3 separate regions of the Sus scrofa genome follow, and all the other regions are linked to region 1. The links are chromatin contacts, called in public Hi-C and HiChIP or PLAC-seq maps. All regions are on one chromosome and are shown on one strand. The core of a region is the stretch at or near the end of the contact, and the rest is flanking DNA. Distances in the headings are between cores, read along the strand shown.

Region 1 (3,345 bases), core at 328-2,827:
AGTCGAGCTAGCATTAAAAAAAAGTATGTTGCTATGAAAATGCTTTTTTTTTCGCCCTCAGGGAGAAAACGTGTTAGAATAATTCTTATTTTGAAGTGCAGTTTTTATTAACTGATTGAAATGTAAATGATAGGTTAAACCTCAAATATAAATATGATCAAACTTTCAAAGGATACAATGAAACTAAGATTGTATTGCTAAGGCTATACTATCTAGCTGATGTTAAAATAGGAATATATTTTAGTATTTAAGAGAAAGTATGTTTTACATACTTGTTCACATAATTAAGCCGAGAGAGTGCTTAAAACTAAGTTAGTTCTCACCTATAATTTATTCCAGGTGTACAAAAGTGGAAAAAAAAGCACATTTATCCTTGAAGTTTATTGCTGCAGTTTCTAAAGGAAAACACTGAATCTTATGTGAGAATGTTAATTTTAACAAAAATTGCAGAAGGCCGTTATCACAAAATGACCTGTCTGCAGGCATTAAAATTAAAATTTCATTGAATACTCAGGCATCTCTTAAAAATTACTTCATCCTGTACATATTGTAACAATGTATACCTAGAAATTTCATGTAACATTATACCAAGATATTTGTACTTTAACGATGCTTTATTCTTGCCAAAAAGGTAGTACTTCTTAATTTCATAAATCATAATTAAAAAATAACAGGACTCAATAGAAGATATTTAGTTGGATAACTTTAATGCCATTTGAGATGCTTCAGTTTTCATCTTTGTTCTGTAGCCCTAATTGATGTCAGTTCAGGTTGAATGAAAATACACATCAAAGATTTGGAATTCTGAATCATTTTAAACGTTATGCAGAATGTTCATTTCCTGAGACAGGCGTTGGGCTGAGCCTGAGAGCCAGCAGCCCACCCTCACCTGGGCTTATCACCTGCTGGAGTTTGTGCTGCCTCTGGAGGAAGGGCAATGTCTAGCAGAGGCTGCAAGTTAAGTTAGTTGGGCAGTGAAATCTCAAATACAGATTCACCCGGAGACAAAAGAGACTAAAACTCTGGCAAACTGAGACTCTGCCTTGATGATTAAATGATCCATTCTCTCTCCTGGTTTGAAAGATGGAAAATTAAACAAAAAGCAAGCTGCTTTTTCTATTTCACCAGGCAGTGATGGATTTCACTGAATTTAAAAAGTCACTGGATTTTCAATTTGCCTGGATCAGTGGGCACCTTGCTCCAGGATGGGGCTTTGGGGATCAGAACCTGCCTTTACCATTTCTCTTGTAGTCCGGCATCGCCTGAAAGTTGCCCAGAAGCTGTTTTAGTGAATGCTCCATGACAAATCGTAAATAGAGGAGAAAAGCATCACGATAAGGAGAACTGTCAGGAGTCCCAGGCGTGGGCAGGAACTCTGTTTCAGCTGGTGATAGCAGAAGATGAAAGATCTTGGGAGGATGGTGGAGGGTTAATGCTTGAACTACCGCTGTGAAACACACTCATTTTGCTAATAGCTATTTTTTTTTTTTTTTCCAAGCACCTATTCCGAGCTGCCTGGGTAAGGCTGCTTTGCATGTTGATTGGGGGAGGGGTAATCCCGTTTGCAGCTGTCATAGGCCAGTGATGAATCACTATCCCGTCATTTGGCTGCCTTCCCCCCTGACAAGGGGAGGAGGAGGATAGACCTGGGGGGAGGAAACAACAGTGGAGACCTCAACTTAAAGACAATATGCCTTTCACCGCTGCAGTATCCTCCTTTTTCTCTTTTGGTTAAAAGAGACCATTGTCGTCCTCAGCCATGTGCTCTGTATAATTAAGAGCTGACACAGAAGCAGAGTTAACAACAGCTTCTAATTTTTTACCCCTGATCACAGGTGCAAACATCTCAAACCAGTTCAGATGTTGCTGTTTCCTCGAGGTGCAGGTAAGGATATTGTTGATACTTGACGTTTGGGGAGGTTACCTTTCTGCGACCCATGTCTATTTTTGTCGAGTATTTCTTAATTATTTCTATTAATAGCAGCAGCTTCAGTTGGCAGTTACTTAATTTGTGTGTGTGTGCTTGTAAAAAAAAAAATTTAAGTATGTAGGAAGGGAACATTAGCTTGGGTTTGAAAATGATTGGAGTCTGTATTTTCTGGCGTTAGGAAAACTGTGAATGTGTTGTGAGAATTAGGAGTGAAAAATTGCGTTTTAAGCCATTTCTCATTTGAACTCAGAAGATTTGGGGAAGTCAGAACTCACTTTAGAAGCAAAATGGTTCATGGGAAGCCGTTTATAAAACTGATGTTTACACTCAGCTGTTTAAATGCAACCTCCAAATTAAAATGACTGCAGCTTTTATTGACCTGATGGGGGGTGAAGAGCAAACAGTCTTAGCTTCATACACGTAATATTAACCCACCCCCTTCCTTTTTTATTTTTAGAAAAAAAACACACAACGTATAAAATGAGGAGAATGGGCCCTTAGACTTGCAAAAACTTGGCTGTCAGCAAACAGCCCAGTATCTAGGTGTGTTTTTAGTCACTTTCAACAAATCCTCTTCCCTCTTCAGTAACAGAAGATGCAATAGAAATGGATAGTTCTGAAGTGGGGAACCCAAGGAGTGGCTTCTGAGTCTTGTAGAGAATCCATAACTGCTGAGTCCAAGAACTTTCTGGGGGGTGGGGAGAGGGGATGTCGCTGTTTTTGTGTGGCCAAAACGCCTGGTTTCAGCGGGGAAGTGGACCTGGTATTTCCCCAAGTAAGTAAATGACAGCTGAGGTATTCTGAGGGCTAATGTTCCTGGGGACACGCTGTATGTTGGCCTGATCCCTCCCCAGTTGGGCACACTGTATGTAATCCGCAAGGCAAACAAGGCAGCCGACATCATAATGTTTTAATGCTGCATTTGTTTCAAGGGAAACAGAAGAACAATTAAGCAGTTTGCCAGAGTAAACACATGCATCAGGACTCCCTCCTTTCCTGTCACTGGACTATAGGCGGCAAGTGTTTTATTTGGTTTGGAGACCCATTAAATTACAATTGGGCGGTAAATTATAAGGGAGCACCCAGTGATAACTTATTAGATGAAACAGATTCCAGAGAAAAGTGATTTTTCTCCCCAGTGTTATACATTCCTCTTTTCTGTTAGAAAAATAATGCCTTGTTTTGTTTTGTTTCTTCAATATAAAAAGAAAAGCATGATGGCATGTTTTCTTTGATAATAAAAATATATGGAATTGTCTCATTAGATCTTGGAACTTGATAAGCTCTCTAAGAGAGAGAGAGAGATTAAAAAAACAACAACTCCCTATGAACATTTGGCCCGATAGGTCAGGCCAGTGACATCTTTTAATAGTACATGTTATGGAAGGGTGGCTGAAGTGAAAATATTAAGATGC
Region 2 (3,748 bases), core at 117-2,616, 420 kb after region 1:
CAGATAATACTTAAATAGGTTTTTAAATTCTACCAGTAAGTAATGATTGAAAATTTTATCCTTGCTGTACACTTTAAATTTATCCAGTGCTATATATCAATTACATCCCAATAAAAACAGGGGGGAAAAAAAGAAAATGTTACCCCAGTGCCAAAGAAAACCTTTCCTTCCTTGAAGTATTAATTTGGCCAATATAAATACAATTTTCATACATTTTCTAGGCTATATTATTAATTCCCATATGCTCTATATAAGCCATTTTTTGAAATGTAAATTTCTCCAAACTTTGAAATAATGAACATGTTTACTAAAAGTCTGGAAAATATCAGCAAAATGAAATTTCCCATTTAAAATGGGAATAAAGGAGAAAAAGTTGCTCAGACCTGTGAGCCGGCCACAGACTGCAATCCTAGAAGTCCAACAACAGCCACCACTACTGAGAGTTTATGATGTGCCAGGCACTGTGCTCTGTGCACTGTACACATTATTTCATTTAATCCTCATGAAAAGCCCAAAAGGTAAGGAATACTTTTTCCCCATTTTGCAGATCTGAAAATCGAAGGTTAGAAAGATTGAGTAACTACACTATTGGGGAAGTAAGCCCTGGTTTAAACCTCAGGACTATTTATGTCCAAAACTGGCACCATGAAGCATCTCTAAATGAAACTACAGTGAGGAAAGTCTTTAAAGTCACAGAACACAAAGGGACAGGTTGTGGAGGGAGGGATGGACTGGGTGTTTGGGATTGGCATACACACACTGAGGTATCTGGAATGATTTGCCAACAGAGATCTGCTGTATAGCACAGGGAACTCTATCCAGTATTCTTTGATGATCTATGTAGGAAAAGAATCCGCAAGAGAATGGGTGTATGTATATGCATGACTATGTCACTTTATTGTCCAGCAGAAATTATCACAGTCTTGTAAACGAACTAGACTTCAACACAACTTTAAAAAAAAAAGTTTGTATTCATTACAAAATAAATAAAAAGTCACAGAGTGCAGCTGTCACTGCACCCACAGTCATTTCCCCCTTCTAGGATTTTCCCAGCCCCCCCCCCGCCCCGCCTCTCTTTTTCTTGCCCCCTCCTTTGCCTATGGGCTGTTTTTAGGTTACCAAGGAAGGTAAATAAGAGATTAATGTCAAGGCTCCTGTAAAACATGATGTTATAAAGGTACATCTGAATCCAGATTTTATCCAGACAGATCATAGAAATGTTCCTGGGGAACCACAAAAGTCAAATAGAGTTATCAACCAGGATCACTTTTTAACTAGCTGCAAGGTGATGTGTCTCTAGGATACAAGGAAGTATCTTGCATCTCTATTACCCCTGGACTAGACTGATCCCACTATTACAGCAAGAGCTTGCTTAAGACACTTTCTTAACTTACGCAGAGACTAGGAAAAGTCATAGATGAAAATAGAACTGTCCAATAAGCACATTACCCAAATGGAAAAAAATAGAAGCCTTTTTAATGACAGCCATCATGATTTAAGAGCACCAGGTGTATGGTTCCTTATCTAGCGGGGAGTTAGCTACTCTGGGAGAAAATATCATTTCTTTCTCAGCAGATACATGGATTGTTATTTCCGGTCTGCAACTTGTACAATTTTATTTTTCCAGGTTGTCCCTCCAAGAAAAACAAAGTGAATATTTAATAATCATGTGCTGAGAGGAGCCAAATTATGGAGCAAAAGCATCTACTGGTTTTGTGGTTAGACAGACAATTTATCAAAGGGAGATCCATACCTCTGAGGACAGAGTGAGAGAGACCATTTGTAATTACTGCCAAGATTATATAAATAAGAATGCAGAAGTTTTAAGAGGCCATATAAAGAATATAAATTATTTATATTATTTATATAATTTACATAATCTCTTAAATATAATGCCAAGATTATATAAAGAATATATAAGGAACATAAATTATTCTTAAATATAATGCTGAGATTATATAAAGAATATAAATTATTTATGTAATCTCTTAAATATAATGCCGAGATTATATAAAGAATAAATAAAGAAGAATGCAGAAGTTTTAAGACCGTTATCAATCAGAACCACTTCCCCATCAACTTTTAAGATCGGAGGTGATACTCAATTTCTAAGAAACTCCTTCACTTGGGGTTTCCTTCACTTGGGGTTTCTAAGCACTTGGGGTTTACCCCTCCCCAGATTGAACTGGCCACAATTCCCAACCCAGATTTAGTTCTTTCTTTTCTTAAAGAAATGTATTCCCATCTTCAGATGCTGTGCCTCTGTTCACTTTCTCCGCAGTGACTGTAACCTGCCATATGTTTTATTCTCAGTTTTGTTGAAACAATAAACTGGCTCAAGACCAAACTCACAGCCAAACTCAGAAGCCTACCCTTCAGACCATTTCTTACCTGGAGCTACCTGTCATCTTCCCCTCTCTAGATACAAATCCTACATATCTTTAAAAACAGCCCTGTATAGCATAGGGAACTCTACCCAATATTTTGTGCTGGTCTATCTGGGAAAAGAATCTGAAAAAGGGTGGATATGTGTATAACTTTGTTGTACAGCAGAAATTATCACAGCATTGTAAATCAACTATACTTCAATAAACCTTTAAGAATGAAAGAAAAAAAACCACCCAAGTCCCCTTTTTCTATTGAAACTTTCTCTGGTAATTTTTTTTTTCTTTTTCCTTTTTGGCCACTCCACAATTCTCATGTGAGGTATTGCTTCTCCCTATGCCTCTATCCCTGCAGCACTCACGTGGCATTGTCATGCATTTTCTGGCACAGTTAATAATCTGTAATTGCAGATAATAATGTGTAAACATTGTAATTGCACTTAAATTATTAGTTTCTCCACTGAAAGAACTAACCTACAACAAAATAAATCTAAATCCTCCCCATGGAGTTCCCATTATGGCTCAGTGGTTAATGAATCTGACTAGGAACCATGAGGTTGCAGGTTCCATCCCTGGCCTCGCTCAGTGGGTTAAGGATCTGGCATTGCTGTGAACTGTGGTGTAGGTCGCAGATGCGGCTCGGATCCCGAGTTGTTGTGGCTGTGGCGTAGGCTGGTGGCTACAGCTCCGATTAGACCCCTAGCCTGGGAATCTCCATATGCCGCAGGTGCAACCCTAGGAAAAAAATAGTAAAATAAAAAAAAAATAAATAAATCCTCCCCAAATGGCACCTGCTTCAGTGCCTGGTATGGTGTCTTCCACATGGTATCTGCTCAGAATCTCAGTTCTTTATACCTGTCTGTGGACGGGTCTTTGCACTACAGTTACCAGGTTTAGGTTGATGCTCTTTGTTTTTATTTTTATTTTTCCAATGAATGTTATTATATTTATAGTTGTACAATCATCACACAATCCAATTTTACAACATTTCCATCCCAAACCTCCAGCCCATTATTCCTCCCCAACACCTATCTCCTTTAACCATAAGTTTTTCAAAGTCTGTGAATCACTTTGTTCTGCAAAGAAATTCATTGTATCCTTTTTTTTAGAGTCCACATATAAGTGATAGCATAGGATGTTTGTGTCTCCCTGTCTAACTTCACTTAGCATGATAATTTCTAGGTACATCCATATTGCTGAAAATGCCATTATTTCATTCCTTTTTATGGCTTAGTAATACTCCATTGTGTTTATGTACCACATCTTCCTTAGCCACTCCTCTGCTGAAAAACTTTTAGGTTGCTTCCATGTCTTGGCTTTTATATACAGTGCTGCAATGAACACTGGGGTACATGTATCTTCTC
Region 3 (3,523 bases), core at 224-2,723, 480 kb after region 1:
GTAATGTAAAGATGATGGTACCTAATCTGGCAGGGTTGTCATGAGGCTATGAAGTCAAACAAATGGAAATGCATTTAATAAAATGACTGATATTCGGTTATTTAATAAGCGTTTGTTCCCTGAGTCTTTTGCAGTCTGTTTTCTCGTCCAGGAAATGGAAGGTAATGAAACTTACCTAACAAAATCAAATTATAAAATACCTGATATATGCTCTTTCTTTGCTTTCTCTGAGCCTCAACTTTCAATAAAGTGGGTGCAACAATGCTTACTACATAGGAGGGTTGTGAGAATAAAAAAGATCAATGATGTGAAGTTGTTCTGCACTGGGTATGGCACATAGTAAGTGCTCAACAAATCTATTATCATCCTTATTATTCTTACTTAGTAACATATTCAATAATCATCTCTTGGCATTCCCATCGTGGCTCAGTGGTTAACGAATCCAACTAGGAACCATGAGATTGCAGGTTCGATTCCTGGCCTCGCTCAGTGGGTTAAGGATCCAGCGTTGCCATGAGCTGTGGTGTAGGTCCCAGATGCAGCTTGGATCCTGTGTTGCTGCGGCCCTGGCATAGGCCAGCAGCTACAGCTCTGATTAGACCCCTAGCCTGGAAACCTCCATATGCCACGGGTGTGGCCCTAGAAAAGACAAAAAAAAAAAAAATTGACAAAATCAATAATCAACTCTTGAAAAATATTAACAATAATCATACTTGGTCCCAGATCAGCTTTTTTTCTTTTTTTTTTTTTTAACTGCCACACCTGAGGCATGTGGAAGTTCCTGAACTAGGGGTCGAATTGAAGCTGCAGTTGCAGGCCTGTGACCCAGCTGTGGCAACCCACTTAGTGAGGATCCTTAACCCATTGAGTGAAGCCAGAGATAGAAGCTGCATCATCATGGACACTGTGTTGGGTTTTTCACCTGCTGAGCCACAATGAAACTGCCCAGATCAGTCTTTCTTTTCAGCAGTCCTTAAGTTGTTCTCTAAAGGAACAAAAATTTTTGTCACTTACAAAACCCCAAATGCCTGAAATTTTGTCTCAGCAATGATATTCAAGGAGATTTCAAACCCTAACTGGAAGATGATTTTCAGCAATAGTGAAGGATCGTGAACATGTAAATAAGGGATACTGGTTAAAAACCTCAAGACATTTTATTCAACGTTAGCTGCTAATCTTCAACCATCCTTCCCTTATCTGCTTCTGATTAGTTCAATGTTGAAACAGAGAAGCAGAGAGAGGGAATATGCCTCCTCCATGGCCTGCTCAGTGACCCTAAGAGAACACCGCTTCCTCCTCAATTTATAAAATCTACATTAATCCAAGGATAACAAGAATTCAATAGGTGTTTTTGTTGCCTACAAAGCAGAGTTGAGTCAGGACTTGAGCACAAGCAGGACTAATTGTGAAGTTTGCTGGGTTTGTTTCTCCTGCTCCATTCCTTCCCTTCTGCCAGGGCTCAGATTGCTTCAGGGCGGTGCTCTGTCCTGCACCCTACTTCCAAAATACATTTGACCTTTGTTCCATCTCTTCAGCTCACTTCCCTGCACACTGACAATCTGAAAGAAAAAAATCAGCTTTCCCACCCCAAGCTTCTCATTTATTTTCTTATAGACCCTTGTTGAGAACTATGTCTTAACCCCTCAAAGCCTTATTAAGTCATTTATTCAACTAACATTTACTGAGCACTTGCTATTTTGTGTATTATGTTTGCTACTAACACTACATACAGAAGTAATATTTGGGCTTGGATTCAAGAAGCCCACTGCCTAGTGGAGGAAACAAATATATGGGAAAATAATTGCAATATAATTAAATAAGTGGTATTAGTGGTATGTACAAGAAGCTATAACAAGAGGTAATTGGGACATAGAAAGGTTAAGTAACTTTTTCCAGATCACATGCCTATGAGGTAGAACTGGAATTTGAACCCAGATATTCTGGCTCCAGAGCCCGTGTTCTTAACCACTGTGTAGTAGAGGGAATAGTCTCCAATGAGGCCTATTATTTTGAAATAAAAAGCATAAAATAATTTAGAAGATGTACATGATCGACTTCATAAAAGAAAACCTTAAAATAATATATTATCATACTAAGCAAAGTAAGCCAGAAAGAGAAAGACAAATACCACATAATATCACGTATATGTGAAATCTAAAACGTAACACGAACCAACATATCTGTGAAACAAAAACAGACTCACAGACATAGAGAACAGACTTGTGGTTGTAAAGCTGAAGGAGGCTGGGGAGGAGGGATTGGGAGTTTGAGATGAGAAGAGACAAACTAGTATATATATAGGATGGATAAACAATAAGATCCTACTGTACAGCACAGGGAACTATATTCAATATGCTGTGATAAACCATAATGAAAAAGAATATATGTATGTGTAACTGAGTCACTTGGCCATACAGCAGAAATGAACACATTATAAGGTATATTCATTTGTCAAAATTCAGCAAATCTTCACTTAAGATTTCTGCATTTTCTGGTGAAAATTTTACCTAAAAAAACCGAACGAAAATTGACTCTACTTATAAATTATACATGCCGAAGTGAGTAAGGAGAAATCTATTGATGTCTACAGTTTACCTTGACATGTACCAAAAAAAAAAAAGAAAGAAAGAAAGAGTGAGAGATGGATAGATTCGTAATAGGACAATGATAGCGAAATGTTAGTGACAGAATCTGTGTGGTGAGTATATGGAAACTTACTGTAAAATTCCTCCTACTTTTCTATATGTTTAAAATTATCCATCATAAAATATTTTCTTTAATGAATAGAACAGAATGAAATAAAATAAAATATTCGAAGTGAAAAGAGGAGTTCCCATTGTGGTTCAGCAGAAATGAATCGGACTAGGAACCATGAGGTTGTGGGTTTGATCCCTGGCCTTGCTCAGTGGGTTAAGGATCCCATGTTACCGTGAGCTGTGGTATAGGTCACAGACACAGCTCAGATCCTGCATTGCTGTGGCGTAGGCTGGCAGCTGTAGTTCCAATTTCACCCCTAGCCTGGGAACCTATGGAGGGTGTGGCCCTAAAAAAAGCGCAAAAAAAAAAAAAAAAAGTGAAAAGAATCTTTGAGATCAGCTATTCCAAAGATACATCTGGAGTTCCCATTGTGGCTGTGCAGGTTATGAACCTGACTATCCATGAGGACACAGGTTCAATCCTTGGCCTTGCTCAGAGGGCTAAGGATCATCTGGCATTGCCCTGAGCTGTGATGTAGGTTGCAGACACAGCTCAGATCCCACATTGCTGTGGCTGTGGCATAGGCTGGCAGCTTCAGCTCCAATTCAACCCCAGGCCTGGGAACTTCCATATACCATAGCAACAGACCTAAAAAGCAAATTTTTTTTAATTAAAAAAAAAATCTGAAGCTACATCTAATTCAAGAATCTCCTCTACAACCTCCCAAAACAAGTGGATTGTGCCAGCCTCCACTTATATATGTACAGGGGCTGGAAGCTCACTGTACCCTAAAGCAGACTACTACTTTTGAATACAGCTAAAAATA

The links. A called contact is a pair of places that touch in the nucleus more often than the background predicts. HiChIP or PLAC-seq counts read pairs in DNA pulled down with a chosen protein or histone mark.
Region 2: a contact with region 1 is called in a Hi-C map of skeletal muscle, with 6 times the contacts expected there. The contact joins two enhancer-like sites. A contact is called at or near these places in 6 of 47 Hi-C or Micro-C datasets (embryonic fibroblasts, epiblast stem cells, fetal skeletal muscle and 2 more) and 1 of 2 datasets of contacts at active chromatin or transcription factors (skeletal muscle).
Region 3: a contact with region 1 is called in an H3K27ac HiChIP or PLAC-seq map of skeletal muscle, with 8 times the contacts expected there. The contact joins two enhancer-like sites. A contact is called at or near these places in 1 of 47 Hi-C or Micro-C datasets (skeletal muscle) and 1 of 2 datasets of contacts at active chromatin or transcription factors (skeletal muscle).

Annotation. Positions count from the first base shown.
Region 1 is chr4:64,157,959-64,161,303 of Sscrofa11.1, forward strand. EYA1 (eyes absent homolog 1) reads left to right here. Exons shown (of 17, transcript XM_021089251.1): 3 at 1,836-1,885. Among named protein-coding and RNA genes, the nearest start is that of EYA1, 190 kb to the left of the region's middle. Within about 2 kb of position 1,578, at least 17 of the 83 cell types and tissues checked have an H3K27ac peak or open chromatin away from gene starts, as enhancers often do. A contact at or near this core is called in skeletal muscle, where this site is marked.
Region 2 is chr4:64,573,760-64,577,507 of Sscrofa11.1, forward strand. No RefSeq gene overlaps it. Among named protein-coding and RNA genes, the nearest start is that of LACTB2, 140 kb to the right of the region's middle. Within about 2 kb of position 1,367, at least 1 of the 83 cell types and tissues checked has an H3K27ac peak or open chromatin away from gene starts, as enhancers often do. A contact at or near this core is called in skeletal muscle, where this site is marked.
Region 3 is chr4:64,633,293-64,636,815 of Sscrofa11.1, forward strand. No RefSeq gene overlaps it. Among named protein-coding and RNA genes, the nearest start is that of LACTB2, 76 kb to the right of the region's middle. Within about 2 kb of position 1,474, at least 2 of the 83 cell types and tissues checked have an H3K27ac peak or open chromatin away from gene starts, as enhancers often do. A contact at or near this core is called in skeletal muscle, where this site is marked.